Regions from separate parts of the Mus musculus genome. Here region 2 is linked to region 1. A link is a contact called in public Hi-C data. All regions are on one chromosome and are shown on one strand. The core of a region is the stretch at or near the end of the contact, and the rest is flanking DNA. Distances in the headings are between cores, read along the strand shown. Region 1 overlaps A930011G23Rik (RIKEN cDNA A930011G23 gene). Region 2 holds the start of A930011G23Rik (RIKEN cDNA A930011G23 gene).

Region 1 (7,828 bases), core at 3,382-5,881:
CGCTCTCTCTCTCTCTCTCTCTCTCTCTCTCTCTCTCTCTCTCTCTCCTGCTGAAGTGAGCTTGCTCTCACTGATCTTGCCTCATTTGTTCGATGTCTTCAGGAGTCAGTCTCTGGGTATCACTGAATTCGATTCTCACTCCCTGCCTTTCCTTCCATGCTTCACCCCCACCCTGTGACATTGGATCGGACAAAAGTATCTCATATGAGAAAACCAACAGGCAACACTTCCTTCCCACTAACGACTCGAGACTCCCAAGTCATTCTCTGACTATGTCTGCTCTAAAGTCTCGAACTACTCTTAATCCAGTGAGAGCTGCCAGGCTCCGGGTCTCCCCACCAGCAGGGTTAGAGGCTACAGTTCCAAGCATGTGAGGCTACCTGTTCCGGGCTCTTTGTGCCCCTGACTGTAACATTAGTCTAGTTATTTAGGAGGCACCTGTAAGCCTCAGTTTTCTTTGTTATTAGTTAGCCAAATAAAAAGCCACTTAGAGAAAACTGTGCATAAAATACATCCAAGCTCGGACTTAAGAAGAGCCTGGCTCAAGGTCGAGAGAACTGAAGCTTGCAGTTGGCATTCTCTTCAGTGAATAGAGACTGCAGGACACTTAGCTTTACAGATCCTCTCTGGCGTTTCCCAACGTGACCTCTGCTAGTCAGTCCCTACCTCCTACTAGATAGACGTTCATAGGCTCTCTCACAGAGTGGCTGCCATTCTAAAACACTGACTCAAAACCTGGTAGCTGGAAAAGCATGCCAGAGAGCAAGCTGGGAGAATTTTGGGGAAACTCAAGAGAACTGCAGAGGACCACAGTGACCACGTTTAATGTTTAACAGGGAGAGATGTCCTCGGAGACATCGTCTTTCCTTTTCCAGAAACATAAAGTGAACACTTGAGCAGTATAGCTGGTACTCTGTCTTCCCATGAGTCTCGGGGGAATACAACCTCTCATTAATAAGTCATGCTCTGAAAACTTTCAGCCCACGGCAGCCTTGAAGACGGCTCTTCTGAGCCCAAAATGTGAGGCTGAAACCTGAGTGACTCTGAGCATTCTATTGGGGGGGATGTGTCAGGGTGCTAGGGTCCTTAAATACTAAGGGGGAGGGGATGGAGATGGTGGAGGGGAGCCCTGATTAGAACTACCAGGGACTGAGGAAAAAGAAGTGTTTACTCACAAGGCAGAAAGGAAAATCACAAAATGGAAGGTCAGCTGACTCCAATACAACCAGCAAACGCTACCATTTTGTAGACCCAATGTTATATCCCATAAATATAACTTTTTCTTTTAATTTTTTTTAAAAAGTTTAAAATCTATTTATTTGCATGGGTGTTTTGCCTGCATCTGTGTACCAGAGCATGCCTGGTGCCCTGGAAGTCAGAAGCGATCCCCAGGAACTGGGGTTACAAGATGGTTTTGAGCCACCTGGTAGATGCTAGGAATCAATATATAAAATCATTTTCTTTTCTAGAAAGATAAAAGTGGAAATAGCCACATTGCCTCAGACCCATTGCTGTGAGCCTGCAGAGATGACAGCCTGTTCTCTGAATTCATCGCACAGTTCTGTCACTGTGGATTCCAGCTGTATCTTCCAGAAAGCCACTGGGTAACCTTCACAGGCTGTGGGAAATAACACAGACTAAAGATAACACCACAGACACGAGTCTAGGGAGTCTGATTCCCCTGCCATCTCCTGTCAAAACCTTCAAGGAGAACTGTCGCTCCCTGAAGCAGTGACTTTTAATTTCCCTTAAGCTAGATTCCATCCTCAGGCCCTTGCAATGATATAAAAAGCCCAGCCTACTCCTTCTGAAGTCCACAGTGCTGAATGACAGGGTGGGAATTAACTCTTCCAGACATAAAATCCTCCTCTGGCTTCCACTTCTTGATTGTCTACATATGACCGCTACATTAACAAACTCTTAAATATTAAACATCCAAGACACAATATACACTCTGTGTGTGTGTGTGTATTTTAACTATTGCCAATTAACAAGTGTCACATGGTGTTTTGTTCTTCTTGTGCATGCTTCCAAGCAGAACATAAGCCCTTCTTGAGGCTTAATTTTGGAGCTCAATGGTCAAGACCAAGAAAGCAAATGTGAGAAACAGAAGGTTGAATAGTGATGGGGCTGGAGAGATGGCCAGGCAGTTTAATAAGAGCTCTTGTACTGATCTTTCAGAGGACTCTACTTCCCAGCATCCATCGGTGGCTCACAATCCCCTGTCATGGCAGGCCCAGAGGAGCCAATGCCTTTGCCATCTGTGGGCATCTGCACTCGTATGCACGCCCCCCCCCCCATTTAAAACAATTAAAAAAAATAAACCTTTCCAAAAAAGAAAATCCTTCTTCTACCACCACTACCAAAAAAAAAAAAAAAAACCCAAAAAAACAAAAACAAAACAAAAATCAAAAAACAAAAAACTGTGCCCTGTTTTCTAATGCTAGAAATTCTACCTCTGTGGTTGAATTTTATTTCTGTAGCTTTGTTAAAATGCAAATACCCCCAGGAGAGATTAGAGCAGACACCACATAACTCAAGTGTTGCTTGAATTTACTTGATTCGGAAAGATGATTCTGAAGTAAACTCAAGAACACTGGAAGACAGAAATGATTTGTGAATGGAAAACTGGGGATATTTAAAACATTCTATTAACTTCAGCAAAGTAATTTCGCTTCCTGATAAAACTGAATGAAACTGCCGAAGGCTTTAATCCATGAAAGAAAGAATTGATAAGTCGGACTTAACTAATTTTTTCCGGCTATGCAAAGGACCGCGTCAAGAAACGATAATGACAAGACACAGAGGGGGAAACATTTGCAAGCTTGTGCATCGGATGAGAAACTTAAAAGACCAAACAAGACATCCAACAACCAAACTAAACCTGCCCAAAGTCTTTAACAGACACATCACAAAAATAAGACACAAAGATGACAAAGGAGCACGGGAAATGGTTGTTCTACATAGATTGTTCCACATCCCATCTCATCAGGGAAACAAAAATTAAAACAATGAGATGCCCCGCCCACACACATGGCCAAAATCTAGCGGTGAGACAAAGAAGAGTGGGTGCGCCCCCTGCTGTTGGGAATGCAGAATGTGCTGGGCATGGTGGCATGCCTGTGTACAACCCTAATTTTGGTGGTGGAGAGATAGGCAGATTCCCTGAGCTTGCTAGTCAGCCACTTTAATCGCCGATGAGCTCCAGGCTCTGGGGAAGAGAGAGACACCAGTTCAACAACAACGAAAAGTGCAAAGCACAAGACATCCAGTGTTGACCTGTGACCTGTGTGCCTGCACATATACACAGGGCACGAACACACACATGCACATTCACTCGTGTATGCACACACACACACACACACAGATACCACACTACACACACAAGACCCAATAAATAAAATTTAACTATATGATCAAAGAATCATATCCCTTGGTAAGTGACAAAAAAGAAAGAAAGAAAGAAAGAAAGAAAGGAAGAAAGAAAGAAAGAAAGAAAAAAGAAAGAAAGATTTTATGTCCAAAAAAAAAAATCATATATGTACATGGAAATTTATAGTAGTTTTATTCCTAATGTCAAAATCTAGATGTAATTAAGTGTGTTATTCCATAGTATATGAATAAATAAACCGAAATGCCTTCAAACTGTGGAATATTATTCAGTACTAAAAAAGAAACAGTCTATCAAGCCATGAAGAAAACTTAAATACATATTTTTAAGTGAAAGAGTCCAGTCTGGAAAGGCCACATAGTGTGTGATTTAAACTATGTGACGTTATATAAAGGAGAATATCCTGAAGGCACTAAAGGCTGCCTAGGGCAGAGGGGGGGGGGGAGGGGAGGGGAGGGGAGAGGAGAGAGGAGGGGAGGGGAGAGGAGGGGAGGGGAGGGGAGAGGAGAGAAGAGATCAGGGCAAAGCACAGGGGACTTTAAAACAATGGCCACATGGGTTGCAAGGTGAGTGGGAGGGACTCATGTGTCCCTCTCTTGGAAGGACTAGCTGCAGACAGTATGCAGATGATTCTCTGATCACAGCTGGGAGGCATAAGTTGCTGTTGGGAGGAGACCCTGGAGCCAAAGGATCTTATGGATTATTTATTTATGTGCTTGATTCTTGTTTCATTTCTTTGCTGTTGTTGTCGTTTTGTTTTGTTTTGGACTGCAGAGTAGTTACCTACCTCTGCCAATAAACTCAATCCATCATCAAAAAAGAAAACAAAAATAAAAACAAAAGACGGTGACAGCAACCAGTTAGATTCCATCATGGTAGACACACCTCACTACACATAAACCCATACCTGCAGGATCTCCAACACGCCGGGGAGCCCTGACTCAAGGTCTGCATTTTTGTGTGATCATGGTCTTCCAACATAGTTGGCCAACAGCAGCAGGTGTACCTTCAGTGAGATTCTTATAGTGGAGAAGGCTAAGCATGTGTGGGGGCAGAAGGTATTATGGGAAATCTCTGTATCTGTTCAGCTTATGTGAGTTTAAAACTACTTTAAAAGAGAAAGCTGATCTTTAAATAAATAAATAAAAAAAAAAACAGTGAACACTGTAACTACTTAGTGTTTACAAAGCAAGGAAAACAATGACCACCTGTCTACTTCTTGGCTTGTTTTCCTTTGGGTTTTGGTTTCTTGCAACAGGATCTCTCAGGCTGGCCTTGAACTTGCTATGTAAGCCAAGAGTGTCCTTAAACTCCTGGGCCACCTGCTTTCCATTTTGCAGGTGCTGAGATCCCAGACCTGTGCCACTGCCTCTGACCCTGTATGTTTTCTCTTAATATTATTATTAAACATTAGATACCTAGGGAATAGCAAGTGTGTTTTACAGGGAGACCAAAGGTCCTTAGCTTTAGCTCAGCCTCTCCCGCTGACCTTCACTGCTACATCAGAATTTCCCAGTATCTATCTCCCATTCATTTCTTTGCAGATTCCCTTGTGTCATGGGACCAAGGACAAATGTGTGATATTCTTTTGTTTCAGAGACTATATCCCAATCTACACCAGTCTCTTAAGATTCACTAAAATTACCAGTGAAGTCAACAAGATCTGGAATGACACTGACAATGTATCCACAAGGCCTTGAAGGGACCTCAGGAGACTCCTCAATACCACCTGCGTGACCTCCTGGTTGTGGCTGCTGAACATGTCACTTCACACTAGCCTCCAAGGTGGCCTCCTCGAAAAGCTCTGGCCAAGATACAGAAATCCCTTCTCTTACTTCCCTTAGGATTACTGCAGCTGTCTCAAACCAACAGAAGGGCGGGGGGACATAGAAACTGTCCTGGCTTACACACCCTGGCTCTGCCACAGTGAGCTACTATGGGCCTTGAAGGTCCTGACAAGACTGTCATTCAGGTGCAGCAGCTGCACTGGAATCTGCTTCCCATGGACATAGGTGAACTCTATAGGAGGTTCAATTTACACTTTACCTACATAATAGCCCTGAGCTTATAAACCAACACACACACACACACACACCACCTCTCAAAAACAAGAGAAGAGTGTAGGAAAATGGTCTAAGACTGGATTTGTGAGGAGAATTATGAGTTCTCGTGAGAAAACAGAAGTCTCACAACCTCGGTTTCTTAAAAAACATGGAACTGTTCTTGGAATGTGGTTTCATGCTTCCCCCACCCCCACCCCAGGGTAGCAGATAGGAGTGAGTTTACCTCAGATCGTTCATATTATTATTCAGCTGCCTTTCATGTGTTTACATGCCTCTTTGGAAAAGGGTATTTTTGCCCTGCGTGGCTTGTCCTTGTGACTTTTCACTTTGGTGACTTCTTAATTCTTACTTCCTCAGTATAAGTTGGCTGGTGCTCTGAGTAAAGCTGGCGGGAGACTTTAACTCTTTTATCAGCTCCACTCTCTCGGGCCCAGAGCAGTGAACAGAGAAGATAAGGTACTCAGTTACATCGTGTTCCTCCACTAAATTCTAATGAACAGCCAGGAGGGCAGGGTCCACGTACCGACGGTGATGTCACCTATGACAACCAACACACTGGCTAATATATGCCTTATCTTATCTTTTTAAAGAGTAAATAGACTAACTCTCTGAGATCCCCTGCTGCATGAGAGCTGAAGGTAAAGGACACGCCCCCGATAAATCCCGGTTTCAGGACAGCATTCACCAAACCTTGGCTTAACTTCTCTCCTCTAGACACATTCCAACACAGAAAACCTTAAAATATGCTAAGTTAGCTAATAAGCACCCACACGAACAACCCAGTGCCCAGGACTCTGTTTCAAGGCAAATGCAATGCTTTCAAAGCTACCTGTGTCATCACTGAGACCCAAAAGGGTTTCCATACTCCAAATAAAATAAAGTGCTATTATCAACCATGATCCTGTGTTTACTAAACACCAGCGATGTTCCTGGAGGTATGATAGACACCTGTGCATACATTTCAGCCAGTCCTTATGTCTTAGGATTGCTATCAACTGTGATCAAAAGTCATGACCAAAGGAACTCAGGGAGGAAAGGGTTAATTTCACACATGGTCCCATATATAACAGCTCACTATCAGAAGCTATCAGGACAGGAACTCAAGCAGGGCAGGACCCTGGAGGCAGGAGCTGATACAGAGGCCATGGATGAGTGTCTCTTACTGGCTTGCTCCCCATGGCTTGTTTAGCTTGCTTTCTTATAGAACCCAGGGACCCCAACCCAAGGATAGGACCACCCACTATGGGCTGGGCCCCTGGTACCAGTCACTAATTAAGAATGTTTTGCCTGAAGGTTTGCCTACAGCCTGATCTCATGGACGAATTGCCTCAACCAAGGTTTCCTCCTATCAGATGACTTTAGCCTGTGTCTTGTTGGCATGAAGCCATCCAGGACACCTGAAAACTCTGCAGGCTAATAACTATCATTTTCATGCTACGGATTTTGGAAACAGCACTCAGAAAAGCATCTTTGTCCGTGAACATGGAATCACACAGACTAAATCCCGACCCCGCTCTAGCTGTATGGCTCTGGGCCAGCACAGCTTAACACATCAGCTCACTGGTTTCCTGCGCTGTAAAATGGAGATTACTGTCTGCTATTCTTCTCTAAGATAGCCTTCCTACCACCAGCCTTAAGATGCTGGAGTAGAGACTGCAAAGCGTCTTAAATCAGACCCCCCCAGTAGGGGGCGCTAGTGGAGACTGGCCAACTCCTTGAAGACCATCTTAGCCCCGACAACATTCTTTTCTTTCCACAGAGCCCCTGAGTGCAGCTTGCAGTTTTCCTGTTACAGACTCAGTAGCTTCATTGTGTGCCCTTCACAGACAACAGTACCCACAAGCTGGGACACTGGCCTCCATGACTGGAATTTCTGTTGTGGAGCAGCTGGTTCTCCATGTACCTAAGGAGGTTTGCTTGACTATGTCGGATACTTTACAGTTGTCCTCCTCGCCCTCCCCCTCCCCCACCCCCAGCCGCCATTAACTAGTTAAGGACATTACATAGGGCCAACAGCTCTTTCCCCATTCTCTGTTCAGATGGTTGGTGTGGTGACGTCCTCCTGACAGACCCCGAGAAAGGCAAGAACACCTACCTCAGAAGGTGGAGAGTATCAGACGATTCAATCACTGCAAAGTGCTTCTACAGTACCAACACTACAGGGCTAGCTCTAACGATATCTACTATTTGATTCTCCATCAAAAAAGAACTACCTTCAGCCCTTGGGCTTCCTGCTTTCACAATCCTCCCTCTCCAATCTTCCCAAGCACATCTAGATCTCTCCATTCTTGCCAAGTTTCTCTGACACTGACATCTGCCTGAAAGGTATGGCAGGGACTCCTACCAGAGGCAATTTTAACACTGGAAAAATAAC
Region 2 (7,828 bases), core at 3,811-6,310, 97 kb after region 1:
CTGCGGAGAGTTGTGAACCACAAAGGAATTTGTGATAATTAGATGATCACCATATGGAGTCGGGCTATTAGAAACTAATTTAGAATATAATACAAAAGACAGAATGGCTGAGAGAAACACCAGAGGCCAAGACACTGTGTAAGTCAATGCATGTGTCTGTCAAGCACTGTGGCAAAAAGCCCAGGATGTATCTCCTAGACTAGATCTAAAGTGGGTGACATTGGACAATTCACAGGCTTACTCTGAGTCCTGGCTTTCTTGGTCATAAAACAAACCACTTATTTTATACCATTATTGGGGAGGGGAAAGGTTATTGGGGGGATAAAGGAGCTCACTGTTTTGTACAGTGAATACAAGCTAGTGAAAAATTTACCCAAATGGAAAGGACAGCACACAGGAAAATACCCTACAACGTAGACTCTAAAGGTGTCATGGATTGGTTCCAATGCTATTTGTGTTATTTCGGCTCCAGAAATCACAAGGGAACCTGCATGTCTGCGCTGAGCGTCCCTGCCCCCAGTTGGCTCTGATTGGAAAATAAAGTTGCCAGAGGCCAGAGGCTGGGCAGGGAGTCAGAGGTAGACCGTTAGGATTCCTACGCAAGAAACGTAAGAGAGAGGAAAGAGGATTCCACCAGAAGGACACAGGAGACAGACCACACCAGGAAGGTGCAGGAGGGAGAGACGTAAGTGTGAGGAGAGAGTGACCCCGGGAGGGTCCAGGGCAGCAAAGATACAATATGGATTTAATAAGTATTAGCTCAGGAATATCCGAGCGGAGTGTGTTAGCCACATGGAGGTTAGGAGTAGCCCAGCCATTGAGCAAGTTAAGGTATATTAAAATATAAAGGTGGAGGTGGGGGGTCTTTCCATCTGGGGTCGAGAACATAAGGGCAGGTGGCGAGGAGTCCCTCCCATCCCTGCCTGGGAGAATAGATCAGATTTAACAATTTAGCATTTCATAAAGGTCTACCCCAATTGAACTTGGATCTTCCCCCAAAGTGACTTCTCAAAGTTCACTCGGCCTTTGAACATCTCTGAGAGTGGGCACAGTCCCTGTCAGGCCGACGGGGACATGGGAAGGGCACTGAGAGAATCTATTCCTCTTTTGAAAACAGTATCTGGGAATGAAGGGAGACAGCAAAAGCCAAAACAAACGTCAGTTATTCTTCTCATTACTGTCACTAAACACTCAGTAAAAGCAACTTTAGGAGGGCTTGTTTGAGGGTACAGCCCAACATTCGGGGACAATTCCATCAGCCGGAGTGTGAGGCAGCTGGTCACACTGCCCCCGTCAAGAAGTAATGCTGTTGTTCAGCTTACACCTCTTCTGACTTAGTTTGGGGCCCCAGTCCACGGACGCCCAGCCCACGGACGCCCAGTCCACGGACGCCTTCTGTCTCCATTTAAGATGCATCTTCTGACATCCATTAAGCCAGTCTAGAAAATCCCTCACGGCTGTGCCCAGAGCTGCCATAGGTGGTTCTATAGCCTGTCAAGTTGATGGTTAATATGAACCATCACAAACCAGTTCCAATGACCAAGCAGCCATAGCTGGATGAGATGAAGTGACCTTTAAGACAATGAAAACTTGATTAGTACCCCCACTTTAGCACCCATTATGACAATGACCTTAAGCAGATTATTTATACTCTCTGAAGATCTCAATTTTCTCATCTGCAAACTATGATTGATTATATCTATGTCACAAGACTACAGCTGAGATCATGTAAACTGTGTCCTTAGAATAATGTGATGATAACGGAGAGCTACTATGCATTTTAAATAGCAGAAAAGCAAGCTGTACTGGCAATTAGCAATCCTGCTAGAGACAGAGATCAGAACATGGAGATGCTCTCTGATATGTGGCAATTCTAGAGACCACACCCATGAAGGAATTGACCATTCCTTTTTTCTAGAGCCAGATGCGTTCACCCAACATAGGTGACTCCTTAAAGATCCTCCATTGGGTCAGTCAAGGATGACAGGCACTAAGAATGCAGAGACCCTGTGTAGTGGGCAGAGAGCAACATAGAAGATGGAAGAGCAATGGCCTCTGAATGCATTCTTCTCTGCCAAGTCTTAGAACATGGGCTCCATTGCTAGTGGGTGAAATCACATAATGAGAGCAAGACTAGGCTACACATAGGGAGCATGTTCACAATGTGCCATAACTCAAAGGGAATAGAATACCAGGGACACACACATAGACCACACACACATACATACACAAACATACATACATACACATACATACATACACACACACATAAACCACATACATATACATACATATATACATACACACACATACATACAGACAAACACACACACACATATATAAACATACATACATACACACATACATACATACACAGATATCTAGGTCAGGAAACAGCTTCATGTATGCTTCTAGGCTACTTTTCTAGATAACAGTATACAGAAAAGGCTGTTTCTGTATGTCTGCCGAGTGTGCACTAACATTCCAAAACAGCCAGCCTGGTGCTCAGGTTACTGCGTGATCCTGACGTAAACTTAATGTCCTTCACTAGTTTTCCTAGATTTTTTTTTAATTGTCCTAAAGACTTAGGTTTGTTTGTTTGGTTTTTGGTTTTACAAATTTCTCAATTTTACCAGGACCACAAAAGGTACCAAAAATGGCCATTCATAATTTTCTAGAAATTAATATTCAGAGGGGGTTATTTCTCTTCCATATCTCTCTCCATCCCAGATGCAGTAAGCTGAGCCACTCCCTTCCATTTAGGAGCAATAGTAAATAGCTAAAAGGTATCCACTAAGTATATTTCTGCATCATTTCATCTCCTTGGGCACCTCTTCAGTGGTGCTGATGAAATGTAATGCCTGATACACATTTTAGGTTGAATCGGCCAACAACTATAACTCAACCATCTATAGAGAGACAGTGAGAGGAGATGCTAACCTTAGCTCTACCTCTAGATAGGTAGGAAGTAGCACATAGCAAGATATAAAGAGTTACCAAGGTCTAAGGGACTTCCCCTGGAATTTCTCAAAGCCAAGGGAACCACCCTTGTTTTAAAATAACAACCATCTAAATGTGTGTGACTAGTTGGTTTTTTTTTTGTTTTTTTTTTTTTGGGGGGGGGGGTCAGCTCCTCTCTAGAATAAGTGGGAAGCCATCGACCTGAAACATCAAAGCGGGGCACCTGTTGACCAGAGGACTTCATAGGCAGGAGGTGTACCCAAAGGGCAATGCATACACCAGCATCTCTTGATGGAGGCTTTGGGAATCTTATAACAAAATCCCCAGCCCCGAGGAAGAGGAAAAGTGAGCGAGCACAGTTGATAAGGGGCACCACTTGTCTCCAGCTCAGCCTCCTACCATGTGGCTGCCTAACGTGCCCTCTAAAAGACTGCGAGGGAGGGAGATGGCTAAGGCCGTGGCTGCAAACCTGGAAAACCTTGCCTGTCTGGGCTCTTCAGCCTTTAGGTCTCAGCTTTCACCAGAGCAGGCATTTCCATCTGTCTTTGCCCGCTCTACACTCCTATCCCCAAACTCCTGCTTACCACTCACCACTGGAATCTCCCTGCTTACAAATAAGTAAATACTTGCTGTCCCATAGCAGATTATGGCCTGGACCACTTGAGCTGTAAAATCACAGGAAATAGTTCCACGTGACTTCGGATAAAACAAAAACAAAAAAACAAAAACAAAAAAAAACCTAGGATAGCAATGGTGAAGGGCGTCCAAGAGGCAGCTGAGGAAGGCTCTAAGAGTTTAGGTCCTAAACAATTCCTTGCTGAAGGAACCCACTGCATGACTGAGAGAAGAAACCCATGTCTATATCTCTGCCAGCCTGGAAACTGCCGACTGAAGGCCAAGGCAGCTCAGGGAAACCTCAGACTGCCAGGATGGTTATGAGACAGTGGTGGTGGCAAGGCTAGTTGACATGGCCAGAGTCAGCCCTCTGGTCCTGACCTGCTTGTCAGGTAGTCTGTAGGAGAGGGCGGGGGATTGAGGGGGGCGAGGTAAGAGACAGTGGGTACTCTGTTCTGACTGTAGAGTGTGAAGGGTCATACAACCCAGAACTGTCCGTACTGAGTGGCCCATATGGGTCTCATATTAAACGCTGATGCTGCCATTTCCCCAGAGGATCAGCCAGCCAGTCAGCCAGCTGCTAGCAAAGCCGCTTGCAGCAGGGTCGCTGCTACCTCGGGGAGGTGTGAGCAATTAGGTGTGCCTGCCTTCAGAAGGCGCGATGTGGTTAGTCTCACCTCACACCCCTCCCCTTCCCCGGCGTACCTCCCACCAGAAGAAACGAGTTAACTTATACGGAGTTTATCGCCTCGCTGGAGGTTGGGGGAAGGGAGTGGTTAGAGCAAGCACGACAGTGGGAACCTTGTTGACTGACAGATTGTTTCTGCTAATCATTTAGGCTAGCCATGGTAGACAGCGGAAGGATGAGCAGGCAACAGCTCATCTTCAAATGTGCCTGGCTTGTTAGGCAAGGGATAACTCGCAAAACTCGCGATTCACAAACATGTTCACCTATCAACTAGGAAAGAGAAAAAAAAAAAACAAAACACGCAACGCGGTCTGGGGAGACCAGAATTCAAGCCCGGCGGCTTCCATCTCCCCTTCCCCGGCCCCGCCCCAGAAGTCCTCCAGGTGAGGCGCACTTGCCAAGTGGTGGGGACCCTAGGGGCGGGTCAGGACTGTTAGCTGTCGCCCACAGCCACCTCTGCAGGACACACCCTCTACCTACCTCCAGCACGGGAGAGGCGCCCTTGCTCGGCAGCGTGCAGCCCAGGAGCGCCGCGAGAAACTTTGCCATATACGAGCAGGGAGGCAGGGTCCCCCTCGCGCTCGCCGCCTCTGTCCTCGACCCGTGCCAGAGCTGGGGTGGGCAGGGCGGACCCAAGCTCGTGGACCCGGGTGGGGGCGGGGATCCGCCCGCCAAGGTCGTCCCGTCGGGGGTCTCTGGGCCTGCAGGGAGCTCGTCGCTGCCACTCGGGAGGTGCCCGGGTGAGAGGAGCAGACAGCCGCGGGCGCCCCTGCCTCCGCGCTGCGGGAGCCCGGGCTGCGTTAGCCTCACCAGCTGAATGTCACTAGCGCCGTAGTAAAGGGAAGGGCCCCGCCGAGGGGGTGTCGGGAGGGCCAACGGCGCACGACCTGCGGCGGCGCTGGGGCAAGGGCGGCGGGGAGCTCAGAGCAGCGACAGCCCAGCCCGCCCAAGGGTAGAGTGCAGGCGACGCCTCAAGTGAGAGCCTAAGCCGGCGACCGGGGGGGGGGGTGGGGGGGGGTGGGGGGGAGGCGGGGGGGGCACGCTGAGAGCTAGCGGCCAAGGCGGGAGGGGCTGTTCACCCAGGTGACCCACTTCCCTAGTTTCTGCCCGATTTGCGACAATGCAGGTGGGAGAGGAGGGAGCCCAGGTCCACAGACATTTGGCGAGTTACCACGACAGAACTCGAGCTACCCGCAAGGGCTCCCCAATGGCACGTGCCAGCCCCACCCTTCCAGTAGGAAAGGAGGTGGTTCCAAACCCAGGATTAAGAACCCTGCTCCTGCCACACGTGAGCCCCTGACACTGGGTGGGATCTGCACCAGTAAACACTAAAGAGGAGGAGAGGGCGATCGCTCTCTCCTTGGCCTGCCTCCCAGCCAGGACGGCCCAGGATGGGCAAGGCTGGAACCTGAACACTGCGACACACACGCAGATGCGGCCTGTTGTGCGGTCCAAGAACTGGACCTGGCAGAATTCTCTTTGACTCAAGACACGGGGCCAGCATTGCACTCGGTCTAGTTTTACTGCTCACAGCTGTGGCTCTCACTTAGTGTACTATGGGTGGTCTCTGAAGCTTGTTTAAAATGAGAAGTCCTGAGCTGCAATAAGTGCGGGGATACTTCAGCATCTGCTCCATCATTAGTTACTCCCAGACTCCTCTGCACGTGGTGTCAGGCTGTGGTTTGGAAAAGAAAAAAAAAAAAAAAAAAAAAAAAAAAAAAAAAAAAACACTGCCCAACTGTGCCAATGTCAGAGGTTCAGAAAGGACAACAGGGGCCCTTGAGTAAAAAAGTTAAGTCCCCTGATTTTATATAAAAGTACTAGACCAGGAAAGTCTTTGGTTCTCAAGCTCTTTTCGGGACCCTGGGGCAACAGTGACCAGACTGTAGATGCTTACTGGCTGGGGTGACTAGAAAATGGACATTTGGGTGCAAAGTGGTGAATATGTGAGGCTAGACTTTTCTGTCAATCCACAACTCTCACTGGCATAACAGAAGTACAAGGATGAATCTTTTAAAATACTGGAATTGGCTTGTTGATCCACCAGCACTTTCAACTATTGAAACCTCTCCAGATTCTCTCCCTCCTGGGAGCTCAGAGAATTTTGAAGACCCATGGTTGAAACTATATTCCGAACTTAAAGAAGCTAATGCCCTTGATTTTCTTAATGAATTAGGTGATTCAGTGCACAAAGCTTTCTACAAGATGGGGAAAAATCGGAAAATGATTTTACTGGCTGGCTGCTCTTAGTATCTGTGGAAAAAATGATGAATGAAAGGAAGGAGTTGTGTGATAAAATCGAAAGTCTCCAGACACAAGCAAACGATCTAAAAGTTGCTAAGTGTGTCCTTGAGGAGAATCTTCTCTCTTGTAGCAATAGAGCTCAAGTTGCAGAAAATCAAACAGAAACTCTCATTGTAAGGTTGGCTGAACTACAGCGAAAATTCAAGTCTCAGCCTCAGAGTGTGTCGACAGTTAAAGTAAGGGCTCTAATTGGCAAAGAATGGGATCCTACAACAGTCTCAGGGAGAAAGAGGAGAGAGATATTCTAACACACCCACCACGGTTGCTCAAACGTCTTAGTCCCAATGAAAAGCTGACCAAGAACAGAGTTTATTTAAACATGGGTTTATAGTTTTCCTATAAATAAATATTTTTAAAAGCCATGACATATTCCGGCTGCCTGTGCTTCTTCTTGTCACCTTCTCCATCTTCCAACAGCAATGGGGTTTCTGTCCTTCAAAGATTCAAAGCTCTCTGGCTTCTGGCTGCTTGGGCCAAGAGTCAGAGAAAAAACATTTGCATTGAAAGGGCTTGTACCTTAATCCTAATGCCTTTTTATCTTAAAGTTAACTGCTTAGACAAGTTCATAACAGTGAGTGCAATGTCAACCACAGAAGAAACACCAGCAGTGAAGATCCCAGGTGTGTAGACTGCTCTTACCACAGCCTATTTTGGCTACAATACAGGCATGTAGTTAACATTGCTTTACTTTGTCGTGCCTATGGAAAGAACTTAACAAAGGGTAGGTTTGGGGCTCTTTTTACCCTGCACATGGTCACTTCAACATGGCTAGACCCTATTTTAAAAGTGAGCACCAGAGATTGAAAAAGATGTCCAGACCATGTAGCAGGTTAGTGTCAAAGTCAGCAATGCATCTAGGACAGCTGGAATGATGGGACATTGAGCATTACTCCCTACTACACCGTTGGAAGGTGGGCACCAGGACAGGTGACAGATAGCAATCATTTGGGGGATGGAGACCAGGAGTGGTAACAAGAGGACAGACAGTATACCACAGTAGCTTGCCATACATTACTAGTTGATAGATGGGACAGGGTACTAAGTCCTAACTGAAATAAGAAACCAACCTTGGTGACTTCTCCTGAACAGGCATTTTCTTGTGATCTCACCTGTATGTTCCCTTGTGATCTAGACTCCATCCTCCCAGATCCTCTCCTTCCCAGATCCTCTCCTCTTCGATGTCTTGCATCAGGCAGAAGCAGGAAGAAATAATCACGTCTGAAAGGTGGCTGTGCACTAGCCCATCCTGGACAGCATGAA

What was found. A called contact is a pair of places that touch in the nucleus more often than the background predicts.
Region 2: a contact with region 1 is called in a Hi-C map of germline stem cells, with 1.7 times the contacts expected there. The contact joins the promoter of A930011G23Rik here to the enhancer-like site in region 1. A contact is called at or near these places in 2 of 484 Hi-C or Micro-C datasets (germline stem cells and nephron progenitors) and 2 of 9 other capture datasets (adipose tissue and pancreatic islet).

What each region holds. Positions count from the first base shown.
Region 1 is chr5:99,627,205-99,635,032 of GRCm38.p6, forward strand. The region is part of intron 1 of A930011G23Rik (RIKEN cDNA A930011G23 gene); the gene reads right to left. It overlaps 4930405H06Rik (a long non-coding RNA gene), which reads left to right. Exons shown (of 4, transcript XR_003955764.1): 4 at 1-1,279. Among named protein-coding and RNA genes, the nearest start is that of 4930405H06Rik, 17 kb to the left of the region's middle. Within about 2 kb of position 4,632, at least 9 of the 459 cell types and tissues checked have an H3K27ac peak or open chromatin away from gene starts, as enhancers often do. A contact at or near this core is called in germline stem cells, where this site is marked.
Region 2 is chr5:99,724,000-99,731,827 of GRCm38.p6, forward strand. A930011G23Rik (RIKEN cDNA A930011G23 gene) reads right to left here and starts at 5,061. Exons shown (of 4, transcript NR_030692.1): 1 at 4,745-5,061. It overlaps Gm38413 (predicted gene, 38413), which reads right to left. Exons shown (of 12, transcript NR_131054.1): 11 at 7,678-7,750; 12 at 6,855-7,032.